2 separate regions of the Rattus norvegicus genome follow, and region 1 is linked to region 2. The links are chromatin contacts, called in public Hi-C maps. All regions are on one chromosome and are shown on one strand. The core of a region is the stretch at or near the end of the contact, and the rest is flanking DNA. Distances in the headings are between cores, read along the strand shown.

Region 1 (6,788 bases), core at 2,597-5,096, 61 kb after region 2:
CCCTCTGGGGAGTCTCAGCCAAAGGCTGCAGCTGTGCTTAGGGTAGACTGGTGCTGCTGACCGTGCACTGGCAATCTGGGGAGCCCTGGCTTTCTGGACGGTTCTAGGAGCAGCCTCTAAAAGTACCCAAGGGGACAGAGACAATGCTGCCTGCAGCACAACTCCTAGGGACTCTAAGATACTCACACTGTCACTCCCCAGGAAACCTTGGGTTTGGCTCTCGCTTTGCTGGCAAACAAATGGTTTCCACAGGTGTCTGTGAAGGGCCCCCAGATCCTGCCCTCTTCCACATGCCTCACTTGAGCCTTAGCTCTGCACCGCCAACCTGGCCACATCTCTATCGCCTGCTTCAGAACCAGTGTCACCAGTGGCCTGAACACAGAGCACTGTCCCCTTACACCCCCTCAGGATCCACACACTGGAAGCTTAGCTATGACCAGCTCCAAGTCCACACTCGAAGTCTGCTGCTCCCTCCCCAGGGCCACACCTACCCAGGTCCTTCTCAGCCAAACATCACCAGCATAACTCTATGTCTCTCCAGGACCACGCTGAGTCAAGAGACAGCTGAAGGACTGTGCCTCCGGTGGCCTCTTCCTCCCTCACCCCAAATCTGATGGCGACTTCTCATAATCAAGTAAATGGGAAGAGAGAGAAGTCTTCCTTGTATGGTATCCACCATGGCCAGTGGCAGTTCCTGTCTTGTAGGTTGGTCCCCAGAGTATTCTGTGTTCCTGGTGACCGGGGCTGCATCGCCTGGTGTGATGTAGGGGCTCCACAAATAGCCATGGAGTGAAGTAATAGGACAAGGATTAAAAGGCTTCCCACAGTGGCGTCCTTACTTCCTGGGGTGTTTCTAGTTTGGAAATAACCGACTTAAGCATGGCTGGGAGGTTGACTGCCGGAGGGAGGCCCAGCTCCTGGTTCACTCATCAAGAAGTCACCGCTCCCTTCAAGGAGGTGGTCCAGGGTGACACCTTACAGAGACCCCAGGGGAAGCCCATGTGTGGTTCCAGACACCTGACAATCGTCACTGTAGCTTGTCTTCCTTCCCCCAAGGTCCACAAGACCTTTCTTGTACAGGGGGCAGGAAGGATACCCTAATGAAGCTGGAGTCAGCCACCTGGCCAAGGTCACCCATCCAATGAGGAGATAGTTCTGAAACACAGCCAGGTAGAACAGGTCCAGTGAGATCCCCAGGAGCAGCCATGTCTGGCTGTGAGGAAGAGTGAGAGACTCTGCTGTTCAGGCCTGGCTAAATGACTAAGCTCTGGGAGTAGCCGGTTCAGGGAAAAACAGGGTTCCCTCCCTCCCTCCTTTCCCCTTTGCCCCATCTGCGTCCAGAGGTCACAGGTTTGATTCCCCTGCCTGAGAGCCTAGCCCCAGTCTGCTCATCTATTATATCCGCGGCCTCCTAGGGTGATGTGACCAAGACATGATAGGCAAAGGTGTGAGCTAGCCTGTGCTGGAATACAGTCTCCTTCCAGTGGGAAGCCACTGTGCGGGTACCCCACCCTGGGAGCGAAAAGGAGAGCTGTGACAGGAGGAACAGCCTGTGTGGGGGTGCACAGCACTCTGAGGTTTACAAATACACCAGAAGTTCACCGGGCTTCCCCATCAGCTCAGGTGGTGTGAGGAGGAAGAAGAGGGAATGGTTGGTCCCTTTCACAGATGCACTAGTAAGAGATGCAAATATGTCAGGGGTCAAGATATAACGAGGAAGCAAGGGAGAAAGCCCGGGGGGAGCTGAGGCATCCCTCTCTTTCCACCACCCCCAGCCTCATGTGGCCATGACAACACATAGTATGCACAGAGGATAGAAGGGGTGCCTGATACCCCATACCCAGCATAGACCCGGCTGGGATCTACCTGGTGCAGCTTCCAAGGGGCAATAGAAACTGGGAGGCCACACCTGGCCAGGGCACCTTGAAGCCCCATTTCTAGCAGACTCCCCAGAAACCCCACCCCTCCTTTTCCATGTTCCTCCTGGCAGATTTCAAGCTTCTGACCTCAGCAATGGCCCTTACCTCAGCTGGGCTTCCGGGAAAGGCAACAGCCTTGGTAGTGGGCAATGGGGACACTTGTGGCTCCAGGGAGCTCCAAAGGGAGAAGGGATCTAGAGCCAGGGGCATACTTTAAAAAATAGTGAAACCGTCTGGACCAAGAGCCCCACCCCAGGCAATCAGGGAGGCCTCCAAGAGGAGGCAGCCTCTTTCCCACACTGTGTAGGACAGGTAGGGTGTCCCTGGGTATGCAGCATTTGGGAGCCTGGTGGTGTCAATCAAATGAGAGAGCAAAGGTCTTGAGGTGGGATTGGGCCCAGGGAGGGAAATAACAATCAGTGAGACCCATAAGGTACCAAAAGGAGGAAAGACCGAACCAGGCTGGGGCAGCCTTGGGGACCAGCCTTGAAGTTTCCACTGCTCCTTTAAGATCTCAGCAGAACGGGCCCTGCCACCTGGGGACACAGTGAAGACAGGAACAGTTAAGAAGGGGGACAGACCACCCAGGGAAGCAATAGAACCAGTCTGCGGTTTGAAAGGTAGAGTCCTAGCTCTCTGGCTCACATGCTGTGTGTCTTGGGCATGTCCAACCTCCCTGATCCTTATCTGCGACGTGGGAAATGTGTACTTGGGAAGAGCTAGCTTTGCAAACTGCAGCTAGCTGGTCCCCTTGCCAGACCAGTGTTACTCTGAAAGACAGGCAGGTTGCAGCTTTGAATAGTGAGGGGTGGCCACGCCCGCCCCTGCCACCTCCTCCTCCTTCTCTGGTTGCAAACTCTCACTGTTCCTTCCCCAGTGACATCTGTCTGGGAGAAATTTAAAATTTAAAACGGGCAGCCCCATTATCTGCTCTCCTTGGCGAATGGCCTCTTCACTATGCCTGTCTATCCCAGTCCCTTGATGGCTCAGCCTGGGGCAGTCCTGCGGCCACCCCTCTGCCTCAGAAGCTGGATGCCCAGTACGTCAGCAGCCCCTCCCTGCTCTGTCCCAGTTGGTGCACTGCACAGCCCTGGGCACCCTCCAAGCCGGGACACTTCACTGTCCCTGCAGAGGCAGTAGGTAAAGAGATCAGCCAGACCTAGGTTCAAATCCCTATAGGGCTGCGTGGCCTCGGGCTGCAGCGGGACCTCTCTGAGTCTTGTTCTCCTGGTCTTAAAAGTCAGAGAATCATAGTGCCTAGGCTTCTTATGGGAGATTAATATTTACTGTTCCCCAATTGAATCTGGGCGCCTGGGTAAAGAGGGAGGACCTGGGGGGGGGTCCTGCTCTTGAAGCCTGGAAAGATGAGTGGGGCGCCTGGCATAGGTTAAGGAATTGCTAGTGAGGAGGACCCCCACTGAGGCTGTGGGTGAATGGGACTCTGCGCGCCGGTCATCTGTCGGCTGTCCCCAACTGAAGGGCTGATCCACAACCAACTATAGGTCCTCTCTCCTCACTGCACGAGCAAGCACCGGGGTCTCCGATGGGGGTGGGGACTGGCTGAAGCCGGTGCCTTCTGCAGGGAGCCTAGAGTTCAAGTCTCCGCTGAGGGGAGGAGAAGAGCAGGTACTCCCCCTAATCTCTGCTCAAGCTCCCCAAACTCCAGCCCCCACACCGGTCCCCGCGCCCGTGGGTACCTGCGGTTTGTCGCGCGGTCGGTCCTCAAGTTGGGACGCGCCGCCCACGGTCTTCCACCGCTCGTGGACCATCTTCCTGCAGGACCCGCAAGGGGTGCGGGGCGAGGGCGAGCGCAAAGGAGGCGAGGGGTGCACAGGATGCGTTGCACTTGCAGGAGGTCCCCTCGGTGCCGGGGATCCGGGGTGGCCCGGGAGCGGCGGCCGCAAGCTAGGCTGCGTGTGAGCGCGTGTGATTGCTGGGAGCGCGGGCGCGAGCCTCCGAGAGCCGCCCGCGCCGCGCCGTCCCCGCGTCCCGCTCCCGCGCCTCCCGCGCGCTCCGCCCTCTTCCTCCCGGCTTAGTCTCCGCGTCTTCGTCTCGGACTCTCAGGGCCTTTTATTGCTCCCCGCAGCTTCCCGGGCACGCGCTCCCCTCCTCCCCCAAGGGCTCTAAGAGTGACTCCCGCTCCAGCCGGGTCGCTAGGGGTTGAGAGAGGGGACTAGCCAGCAGCAGCGGGCGTGACGGCAGCCAACGGCTCCCCGAGGAACCTTCGCACCCTGCGGTGCCCCGCGCAAACTTCCTCTAGGGCAGGACTCCTCTAAGTCCCAGGTGTAGAGATCACCCCTAAGGAAGGGGCTAAGCGGAGACCGGTTGTCCCTTGCGGGGCTCCGGGGTTCCAGGTCCTGGGCAAGTATGCACGTGGCCGGCTAATCTCCAGCCCTGGGGCCTGGTGCTGGAGTCCCCCACTCCGCAGCAGGGCTGCTGCACGCCCCCAAGGCATCTGCCCACCCGGAGTCCCCGCCAACCCCTCCAAAGCCGTCCTGGAGCTATCCCAACCGCTGGAGGAGGGATGTGAGCCACCAGTGGGGGCTTCTCAGTCGTCCCTCCCACCAGCAACACTTTTTAAAGCGTTTAATCCGCCCGAGCAGCCTTCGGAGGTAATTGACAAAGTCCTTAATCTGCGCGGTTAACGAGCTGCTGTTGTGACTCCGACCGTGTGGCTCCCACGCGCCCCACGCCGCGCCCCGCCGGCCGCCCTTCCCCCAGCTCCGCAGAGACGCCTGGGCCCCCCGCTACTTCTTAAAGCTGTTTTCCGGCTCCAGGGCGCTCTGGCCGCCTTGCTGTTCCCTGGCACCGGCGTCGTCTCTCTCCCACCGGTTTCCAGTCTGTCGCCCCATCTTCGTCTTCATCCCTCTTCTCGTCCCTCTAGGTGCCTGGCAGACGTGGGGTAGACCTTGTGAGGGTGGGGCCCGAGCCTAACACAGGCAGAGTGGTCCCTAGGATCGCAGCTGGAGCTAGGCACCGTGGCCACATGCCCTCCCAGACTGTCACCAGCCAGAAACTCGGTCCTACAGTCTACGAACTTCCAGAGTTACCGGTGGCTGTCGTCTCCTGCAGTCCCAGCCCGGTTTCCCACCAGCAAGCTGCCAGAGTTACTGCCCAGTAACCTAAGGCTGGGGTCAGAAGCCAGTTCCTTGAGGATGTACCTGTGTCAACCTGAAACACCCCCCACCCCGCAACTCCTCATCACTTAAAAGGGTTGTAGGTGACCCAGAGATCCTTCAGGCCTAAGCGGGAAACTGTGATTACTGGCCACTAAACCTCTCTTGACATAGGTTCCCCTTGTATCCAAAGGGTTAACAGCACCTCAATCTGAAGGGCTCTCTCTTCTGGGATTCAGAAGCAGGCACCTTCCATAAGCATCTGAGGGGTTAGGGTTCAAACTTCCCTGCTGGAACCTCAGACAGGCTTCATACTCTCTCAGAGCCTGTTTCCTCATTGGGCAAGCAAGGATGGACGAGAAAAAGGATTTCCCAGGGCCCCTCACAAGAAGTAGGTCTTAGGAATCCCAAGTCTGATTCCACAGTGCTGGGAGAGAATTTTGACGCCAGGCAAGGTGTGCACTAAAAATCTCTCTGGGCAGTCCTAAACGGGGTAAGGGATCCAAAGGTCCCAGGGTGTACACAGAGAGCGGTCAGTCAGCCTCTTTAGGACATGGATACTTGGTTCAGGAGACATCACTTTGACGTTAAGACAAGGGAGGCCAAGCGCTGAGTGGGAGACACAGTGAATTCGTCCAGCAGGTGTGCATGGGAGCCTTCAGGACGGCCGCTGCTGAACCTGTGGAAGGACAGGTAAGCGGGGGCCACCTAGCGGTTTTTCCAGGAAGTGTTTGCTGCTTGGACCTGTCACCAACTCAGCAAGAGTCACCAATTCTCCTGCCTGCTGGGGTGGAGATGGGCGTGGCGAGCTGTGGGCCTCGCCCTGTGACCACTCTGCACCTGCTGTGCTCAGGTCCCACTAGGAGGATCAGTGGTGGCCTGGGGTTGGCAGGAGCACACTCAGTTCCTGTGCACTGCACTAGCCCAGTGCACACAGGCTCATCAGCCCCACGGGGATGTGTGAATGAGATGAATTCACAAAGGAGAAGCTCCTGGGAGAAGCCACAGAGCAGAATAACACTGTCCCCATGGGCTGTGACTTTTTACCAGGCTGATAGGAGCCAAGTGTCAGGGACAAGTATGGCTGAGCTTAGCATCCTGACCACTGCAGAAGCTGCCTTTTAGCCAGCTAGGGACCAGGCAGGGCCTCATGGAAGATAGAACCCAGGACTCATGAACTACAAAGACTCAATCCAGAACTGTCTGGCACCCTGATCCCTCCTCTCTGGCTCACTGTGTATTTAGGGTGGTGGTAGTGCTGCTGCTCCTCCTCCTCCTCCTCCTCTTCCTCCTCTTCCTCTTCCTCCTCTTCCTCGTCTTCCTACTCCTCTTCCTCCTCTTCCTCCTCCTCCTCTTCCTCCTCCTCTTCCTCCTCCTCTTCCTCCTCCTCTTTCTCCTCTTCCTCTTCCTCCTCCTCTTTCTCCTCTTCCTCTTCCTCCTCCTCTTCCTCCTCTTCCTCTTCCTCCTCCTCTTTCTCCTCTTCCTCTTCCTCCTCTTCCTCTTCCTCCTCTTCCTCCTCCTCTTCCTCCTCTTCCTCCTCCTCTTCCTCCTCTTCCTCCTCCTCCTCTTCCTCCTCCTCTCTTCCTCCTCTTCCTCCTCCTCCTCTTCCTCCTCCTCTTCTTCCTCTTTCTCTTCCTCCTCTTCCTCCTCCTTCTCCTATTCCTCCTCTTCTTCCTCCTCCTCCTCCTTTTTTTTTTTTTTTTGGTTCTTTTTTTCGGAGCTGGGGACCGAACCCAGGGCCTTGAGCTTCCTA
Region 2 (7,194 bases), core at 1,316-3,815:
AGAGAGAAAGAGAAAAAGAGAAAAAGAGAGAGAGAGACCTCCTCAGCCTGGAGTGTCCTGTTGCTCAGACGCAGCTTCTCACAGAGAGACCACAGTTGTCACACAAGAAGTGAGGTACATGTCTAGGTTGTCTTTGAACTTTTATTTTAGTAGAATTATAGATTCTTCTAAAGTATATTCTCTGGACAAGCGGAGAAGGGAGCTACCTACCCCCTGTGGTTATCTCCTTTCAAATGTTTTAATGATCTAATATTAATACTGTAAGCTATAGAAAATAATTTGGTCTGTATTTTATTGCCACAGTGAAATAACCTGAAGCAGCTAATTCACAGAAACGGTTTTATTTAGCTCTTGGTGTGGAAAGCTGAAAATTGAAGCAATGTGGTACAGGCCCGTGGCCCAAGAACAGTGGATTAGTGGAGTAGTCAGCTGAGGGCAAGAACAGGCTTCTCTTTGGAGGGAGGGGGAAGAGCCAGGCTGGTTCCTTTGTAACCCCCTCTTGCACTCTGGAGCAGGAGAGCTCTGGGCTCTCAGGAAGGCCTTACCCGCCCTCCTGAGACCACACCATTTATTTAAAGCTTCCCCACCACAGCACATTGCTATCTGATGACCATGCATACAGACTATGATGACTGGTGCCCAGCGTAACCAACAACCAAAGATCTTATGTCTGCTATGTATGTCTCGGGCTTCCTCCCACCCACCCCCATGTCTGTCGGTCTGTCTGTCTCTGTCCCCCCCCTTCAGATGTCACTATTGTAGCCACAGTTTGACCCTTTTCTTTCTATGCCTGTCTCACCAAGTATTAGCACTGTCTGAGTACAGCCCCGCCACAGCCCCTCCTGTGAATGCGCTACTGGGGCAAATCAGGTGCTCAGTGCTTGCTGTGCCCGGAGCCCAGCTGTCCCTGTGGCTGTGCATGGAGCAGTTCTTTCCTACAACACAGCAGCAGCAGCTGCACTCCCACTGAGTGCTTTCTGCCACTGCTGTCCCCTCTGCTGTGTCTGCAGAGTGATCCCTGGAAGCAGGAGGCCCCCAGTGCTGTGGCTCTCAGAGAAGCCTGAAGTACTCCTATCTCAGTCTTCCTGTGTCCCATCTCGGAAAAGGCTTTGCTGGCTTCTGACCTGCAAGGCGCTGACAGAAACATGGCTGGGTGTGGAACCACGCTGTCCTCCACCCTGGTGGTGGCTTCAGATTGAACACTGAGGGAAAACATTTGAATTGGAGGGTAGGGACTAGAAAGGTGTCTCTTCAGGGTTAAGAGCACTGGCTGCTGCTCTTCCAGAGGCTCCCAGTTCTCTTTTCAGCATTCACATGGTGGCTCACTACTACTCTCTGAAACTCTACTTCTAGGGAGTCTGAAGTCTTATCCTGGCCTCGGAGAGCACCAGGCATGCTCATGATGCACATACATAACACATACATACATACATACATACATACATACATACATACATACATACATGGGATTTCCCATGCTCATAAAACAAAAATAATAAAAATTAAAAGTAGGGGCTGGAGAGATGGCTCAGCAGTTAAGAGCATTGACTTTCAGCTCTCCCAGAGGTCCTGAGTTCAATCCACATGGGTGGTTCACAACCATCTGGGATCTGATGCCCTCTTCTGGTGTGTCTGACAGCTACAGTGTACTCATATACATGAAGTAAACAAATCTTTAAAGAAATTAAAAGTAATAGATTGATGTTAGAGGGGAGAATGCTGGGTGGGGTTTCAGCGAGGCAGGTACATGTGCCCTCGGGCTTTCGGGCATCTGTGTGGGTGAGTTCTATCCCTGCTAGAAGCTGCTGCTGCAGGTGACGCTAAGCGGTCTGCAGAGCCTTCCCTAGGGTTCTGCTCTGTGAGTGAGGACTGTCCCCTGTCTTCCTCAGCTCTACGTCTCCTCGGAGAGCCGCTTCAACACTCTGGCCGAGTTAGTTCACCATCATTCCACTGTGGCTGACGGGCTCATCACCACACTGCACTACCCAGCTCCCAAGCGCAACAAGCCCACCATCTACGGCGTGTCCCCCAACTATGACAAGTGGGAAATGGAGCGCACAGACATCACCATGAAGCACAAGCTGGGCGGAGGCCAGTACGGGGAGGTGTACGAGGGCGTCTGGAAGAAGTACAGCCTCACTGTGGCCGTGAAGACCCTGAAGGTGAGTTGGGGCATGGTTGAAGGGCGAGGATGGGCGTCTGCTGTGACTGGGCAGTGCCCCTGGCCTCCTTGGCTTGGCCTCTCTGAGGCTGAGCGCCTCTATCTGTGACTGCAGATGGTGAGCACTGCCCAGTGCTGAGGGTCGGGAAGGGCTCGTTATTAGAGGACAGTGCTCCTCAAAGCCTGCTTTCTGCTCTCGTCAGTGACATGGAGGCTATGTCCTTAATGAGAGTTCAGAGAAAGTACACAGGCTGGGTTCAAGGAGAATCATGAGTCCCATGTGGATTTCTGGGGGCTGCTAGAAAAGGCCAGTGAGGTGTCCTGGCGTGCTCTTCTCACATGGCAGGCTTCTGCTTGTCATTGGGCTGTGGCCTTCCTGGAATCACAGGGCCACACACCTCTCCACCGTTGAGCCACGTGTCCTGTTTGCGTGTGGTTTTGTTCTTCCCTGAATCTGCATAATCCGAGCTTGTCCCTGTGGTGAGAGTGTCCCCTAGTGTTGAACTGCATTCTTGCTTGTGCATGTTTTGGACAGACTCTGATGATCACCTGTGAGTGGCTGCTGCCCATTGCTGGAAGCACAGGTCTGACTGTATATTCCTGTCTCAGCTCAGCCAGTCACTACATCTGACAGCCCAGGCTCCACCAATGAGAGACCGGGAAATAGAAACTGGGACTTTGGTTGCCATGGTAACTGTTTAGAGCAAGACTGCCCTCCTTAATTACAGAGTGAATCTTGCTGGTTAGCATTTCCCTTCCTTTGGCCCTGTGGCAGACCAGCACTGAGGGAAGAGATGGGGCAAAGGTGGGATTGCCTGGGGTACTCTTGGGCATTTTCCAAATTCAACTTTTTAAAAGGTAATAATAGGAGTTCTTCACATTTGTGTGCCAAACAGGCCCAGTCCTGGGTGCCCATGTCAGATAGACATGGACAAACCCCCAATAATGGCCACCCAGCGGGTCAGTGTGAGCTCTGCTGTGCAGAGAGGATAGAGGAATGTGAACCCCTGCCGTGACGGGGGGCAGAGGCCAGGAGAGGCCCCGGCCTCCAAGCCCTAGCTGAGGGCACTTAGGCAAACCTGACACCATTAGTTTTGCAGGGGCATAGAGGAGAGTATCGATGGCCCGTGTTCAGTGCACCAGGCCACAGTGCCACGCACTGGCTTGGAGGACAAGGCGGTGCTGACATGGATTTACAAACAGCCAGAGGGAAACACAGGGTGTCTAAGACTCAGCAAGGAAGGAAGATTGTTTGAAACCTCTTGAGAGAGGTCGGCCAGGTGACTCAGTAGGTAAAGGGACTGGGCTGAGCCTCACACTGAGGGCTCCCCTGAACCTACATGGTAAGGAGAGAACCGAGTCCCGCCACACATGTGCTGTGGCACATGCTCTCCACACACCACAAACAGGGCATTAAGGAAGACGGAGGTTACACAGCTGGGAGGCCCCATGGATGGGCAGTGCTCAGCTCTGCATAGCAGAGGGTATCCAGAGGAGGGTCTGTCCTGATATTTTCTGTTAAGACTTCAGCAGGTTCCCAGGCACCTCATTCATGTATGCACCATGGTTGGTAAGGAGTAATAGGTTCTGTTGGGAGGGTACCTGCCAGTAATCCTTCATGGCGCCTGACCTCACTGGAGGTTGTCTTAACTCAGGACTCACACGTGCAACTTGCTAAATGCTCTGTCCCTACTCTGCCCAGCCCTGCGGGAGTGAGGCTCTGCCATTAGTTACCCATTTCTCAGAGGAGAGGAGTAAAGGATTTTGGCTCTTTACCTCCTCGGCAGACGTCGAGAGCTACACAATTACAGTAATGGCCAGAGTCCTGAGTTAGTGCAGCCTACAGAGCTGAGTGTGTGACCTACTAGTCCGTACAGCAGCAGCTCCTCAGCTCATGCAAGTACTAACACATCACCGCTAAGGCTGTGGAAGCTGGAGCCCTGAACCAGAACTCGAAGCCAGGCACCCAACTCCCAGGCCCAACTCTTTCACCATCTCCCTCCCTCAGAGTCTTATTCCTCAGACCCCATGAAAAATACAGGTGGGCCTCAGTTCTGCTCCATAGGAGACCTTCCTCCACATCCTCTGAGGCAGTGTTTTCAGCCTTCCTAATGCTGCAACCCTTAACACGGTGCCTTATGACCCCACACAGTTATTTCATTGCTACTTCAGAACTGTAATTTTGCCGCTGTTATGAATTGTAAATACCTGATCTGTGACTCCTAAGGGATGGTAGCCGCAGGTTAGGAAAGGCTGCTCCTGGACTTCCCTTGCTGGTTTTGGCTGTGAAACTCCTCAGGAGAGCCCTGCTGGCCTTCAGTAGTCTCACAGAGCATTGCCTCCTCCCATGCTTAACCAGCAGGGTGCAAGGCCCGCCTGTGTAAGGCACTGCCTCCACAATGCCCATGAGAAGACAGGGCTCATTAGAAATCCAGTCCTCCTTCCAAACGAGCGGTGTGCTTGTTCCCTCCACTGCAGTTAGTGTGTCCCTGATGTCTGCTGGCCAGTCACTGAAACAAGTCTGGAGGCTAGGATGTGGCCCAGCTCAGAGTGCCTGTCTGTCTGCACAGAGCCTTGGGCACTGTCTACAGCTGTAATCTCAGCTCTTGGGAGGTGGGGGAAGGGGGAGTGGGAGTTTGAGGCCATCATGTGAGCTCTTGCCTCTAAGGAGAGACAGAAGAAAAGAAAGATTCATAGAAGAGTGGGGATGAGGGTTGCAGGTCATTAAGTTGCCAGGGTCTCACACAGCCAGCAGCAAAGCCAGGTCAGCATAACCAACAAGCCATCCTCTTAGACACACATACATACACACACACACACACACACACACACACACACACACACACACACCCATAGCACTGTCTCAGAGTTCCTCGGCCTCCCACAAGAGTGGTGCCATGCAGGCCCTGTGAAGAGATCAGTTGACCCCTCTTTTCCCCGACAAGCATAAGCACAAGCAATGAAGAGAAAAAGGAAAATCCCCCAAGCATTTCTTTCACCCACGCCTTCATGTTCTATTTGACCATGTAGAAGGAAAATGTCTTCAAAAGGACAGGGTGAATTAAAAAAAAGAACAGGGACCTCACAAATTGGGATGAGGAGTTTGTTCTTGTTTTTAAAGATTGTCTTATATATTAACGAGCCCTGTATAGAAGAGGGCATCAGATCCCATTTCAGATGGTTGTGAGCCACCATGTGGTTGCTGGGAATTGAACTCAGGGCCTCTGGAAGAGCAGCCAGTGCTCCTAACTGCTGAGCCATCTCTCCAGCTCCCTGGTATTTTATCTTTTAAATTTCAATATTTAAAAACATTAGGTTACCGTTTAAATGATTTGTTGAATCATGTCTAATTCCAGCAGGGGGAGACAAACTCACGCTGATTTTTCTGAAAGGAAAAAAGACAAGAAATGATTACCCCATACATGAGAGAGAGAGAGAGAGAGAGAGAGAGAGAGAGAGAGAGAGAGAGAGAAAGAGAGAAGGGTTGGGGATTTAGCTCAGTGGTAGAGCGCTTGCCTAGGAAGCGCAAGGCCCTGGGTTCAGTCCCCAGCTCCGAAAAAAAAGAACCAAAAAAAAAAAAAAGAAAGAAAAAGAAAGAGAGAGAGAGACAGGCAGGCAGGCAGAGACAGACAGAGAGACAGACACACGGGGTGGGGACAGACAGGAATGATTGCACAGGGTGTGAGTATGTATGTGAGAGACAGTAGGGATCTGTAGTCACAGCAGGAAGGAGCTTTTGGGTAACTCTGCCTTGAGATCATGGGTCTCTAGATAAGGGTAGGAAAGCAAAGGAGATTTCTGAGGTGATGAGCCTGTGTGCTTTACTGTGTTGGTGCATTGCTTTAGAACAGAAAGGTTTGAGTGTTAGAGAATACCACTGAAGAGGAACTTTGCCAAAACCAGTTGGATTGTGCAGCATTGACCTCCTGGTTCTGGCAGCCATCCATAGTGTATCACCACAGTGCCGCACACCAGACTGGTTGCCTGCAGCTTCAGAACAGAAGAGACTTGAGGAGCCCAGCAGCCAGTGGCTGGGTGGCATGGGATGAATGCCCTCTGCACTGCTGGGCATTGACAGCCAGCTGTGGTAGCATTAGAGCAGCCTGTGTTGTTAAAGAGTAGACAGCATCTCCATAGTCTTCTAGAACCCGTGTTTGGTAATAACGAGCCATCACACTGGCTCTGACTTGCTTCTCATTGTGGCTGACCAAAGCCAGAAAGCATCAAGAAAAGGTTGGTCTGTCCTCTGGAGTGTCACTTCCCTTTCCACGGCAGGAACTGGAACAGCCACAGTGCCAACTGTGTAGACAGCTCTGCACTTAGCACAGGACAGTGTAGACACTTCCACACTTAGTCTGAGGTCTGGTGAAGCTGTCTACCCAGAGAGCTGATTTTCATGACACCTCTTCCATGCCACACAGGCAGACTCCCTGCAGACACTGCATGTGGCCTACTGTCCTCCTTACCTCCAGAGCCTTGTTCTTGCAACTAGGGATACCCTACCACTCACTGTTGCTGCTTCCTGTTTATGGTAGCTGATTCAAAGGAACAGTGGCTTAGGTTCAAGGAGGCTGAGTAGCATAGACCACAGCCCTTCAGACTCAGCCTGGAAAGGTGGAAACAGTGGTGGTCTGCCCATCTCTGGTCCTGTATTGTGTGACCTACACAGATGATTCTGAGTCATCAGAGAGCTGCTGGTAAAACTGATTTAGAATCTGGGTGATTGACCCCCTAGTCAGTGATGATTGCTTCATTAGGTGCTCATGACACTGCATACCTGAGTAGCTCAGGGTCTGTCTGCTATTTCTGCATTCTGGAAAGTGGCTCTCTCAAGCCAGCTCCATTTCAGATTCTTCACAGTGTTCCCTCTTTAATGTTAAGGGTGTTAGATCAGGAAGTAAACAGTACTTGTAGAAATAGTTCTGTAGTGTTTGCACATCTCTCCAAGACTCCACAGAAGATCCAGGCAGCAATATCAGGCCACTCTGGCCCCATTGACTCTCTGGGCCAGACGGAATACCCGACAGGAACAC

The links. Hi-C and Micro-C count contacts between places; a contact is called where the count stands out from the background.
Region 1: a contact with region 2 is called in a Hi-C map of hepatocytes, with 2.0 times the contacts expected there. The contact joins the promoter of Fibcd1 here to the enhancer-like site in region 2. A contact is called at or near these places in 2 of 12 Hi-C or Micro-C datasets (hepatocytes and mammary epithelial cells).

Annotation. Positions count from the first base shown.
Region 1 is chr3:35,520,296-35,527,083 of GRCr8, forward strand. Fibcd1 (fibrinogen C domain containing 1) reads right to left here and starts at 3,847. Exons shown (of 7, transcript NM_001107829.2): 1 at 3,617-3,847. The coding sequence starts at 3,688. It overlaps LOC120101519 (a long non-coding RNA gene), which reads left to right and starts at 3,916. Exons shown (of 2, transcript XR_010064751.1): 1 at 3,916-5,728.
Region 2 is chr3:35,460,101-35,467,294 of GRCr8, forward strand. It overlaps Abl1 (ABL proto-oncogene 1, non-receptor tyrosine kinase), which reads left to right. Exons shown (of 11, transcript NM_001100850.1): 4 at 1,890-2,162. Among named protein-coding and RNA genes, the nearest start is that of Qrfp, 22 kb to the right of the region's middle. Within about 2 kb of position 2,566, at least 9 of the 93 cell types and tissues checked have an H3K27ac peak or open chromatin away from gene starts, as enhancers often do. A contact at or near this core is called in hepatocytes, where this site is marked.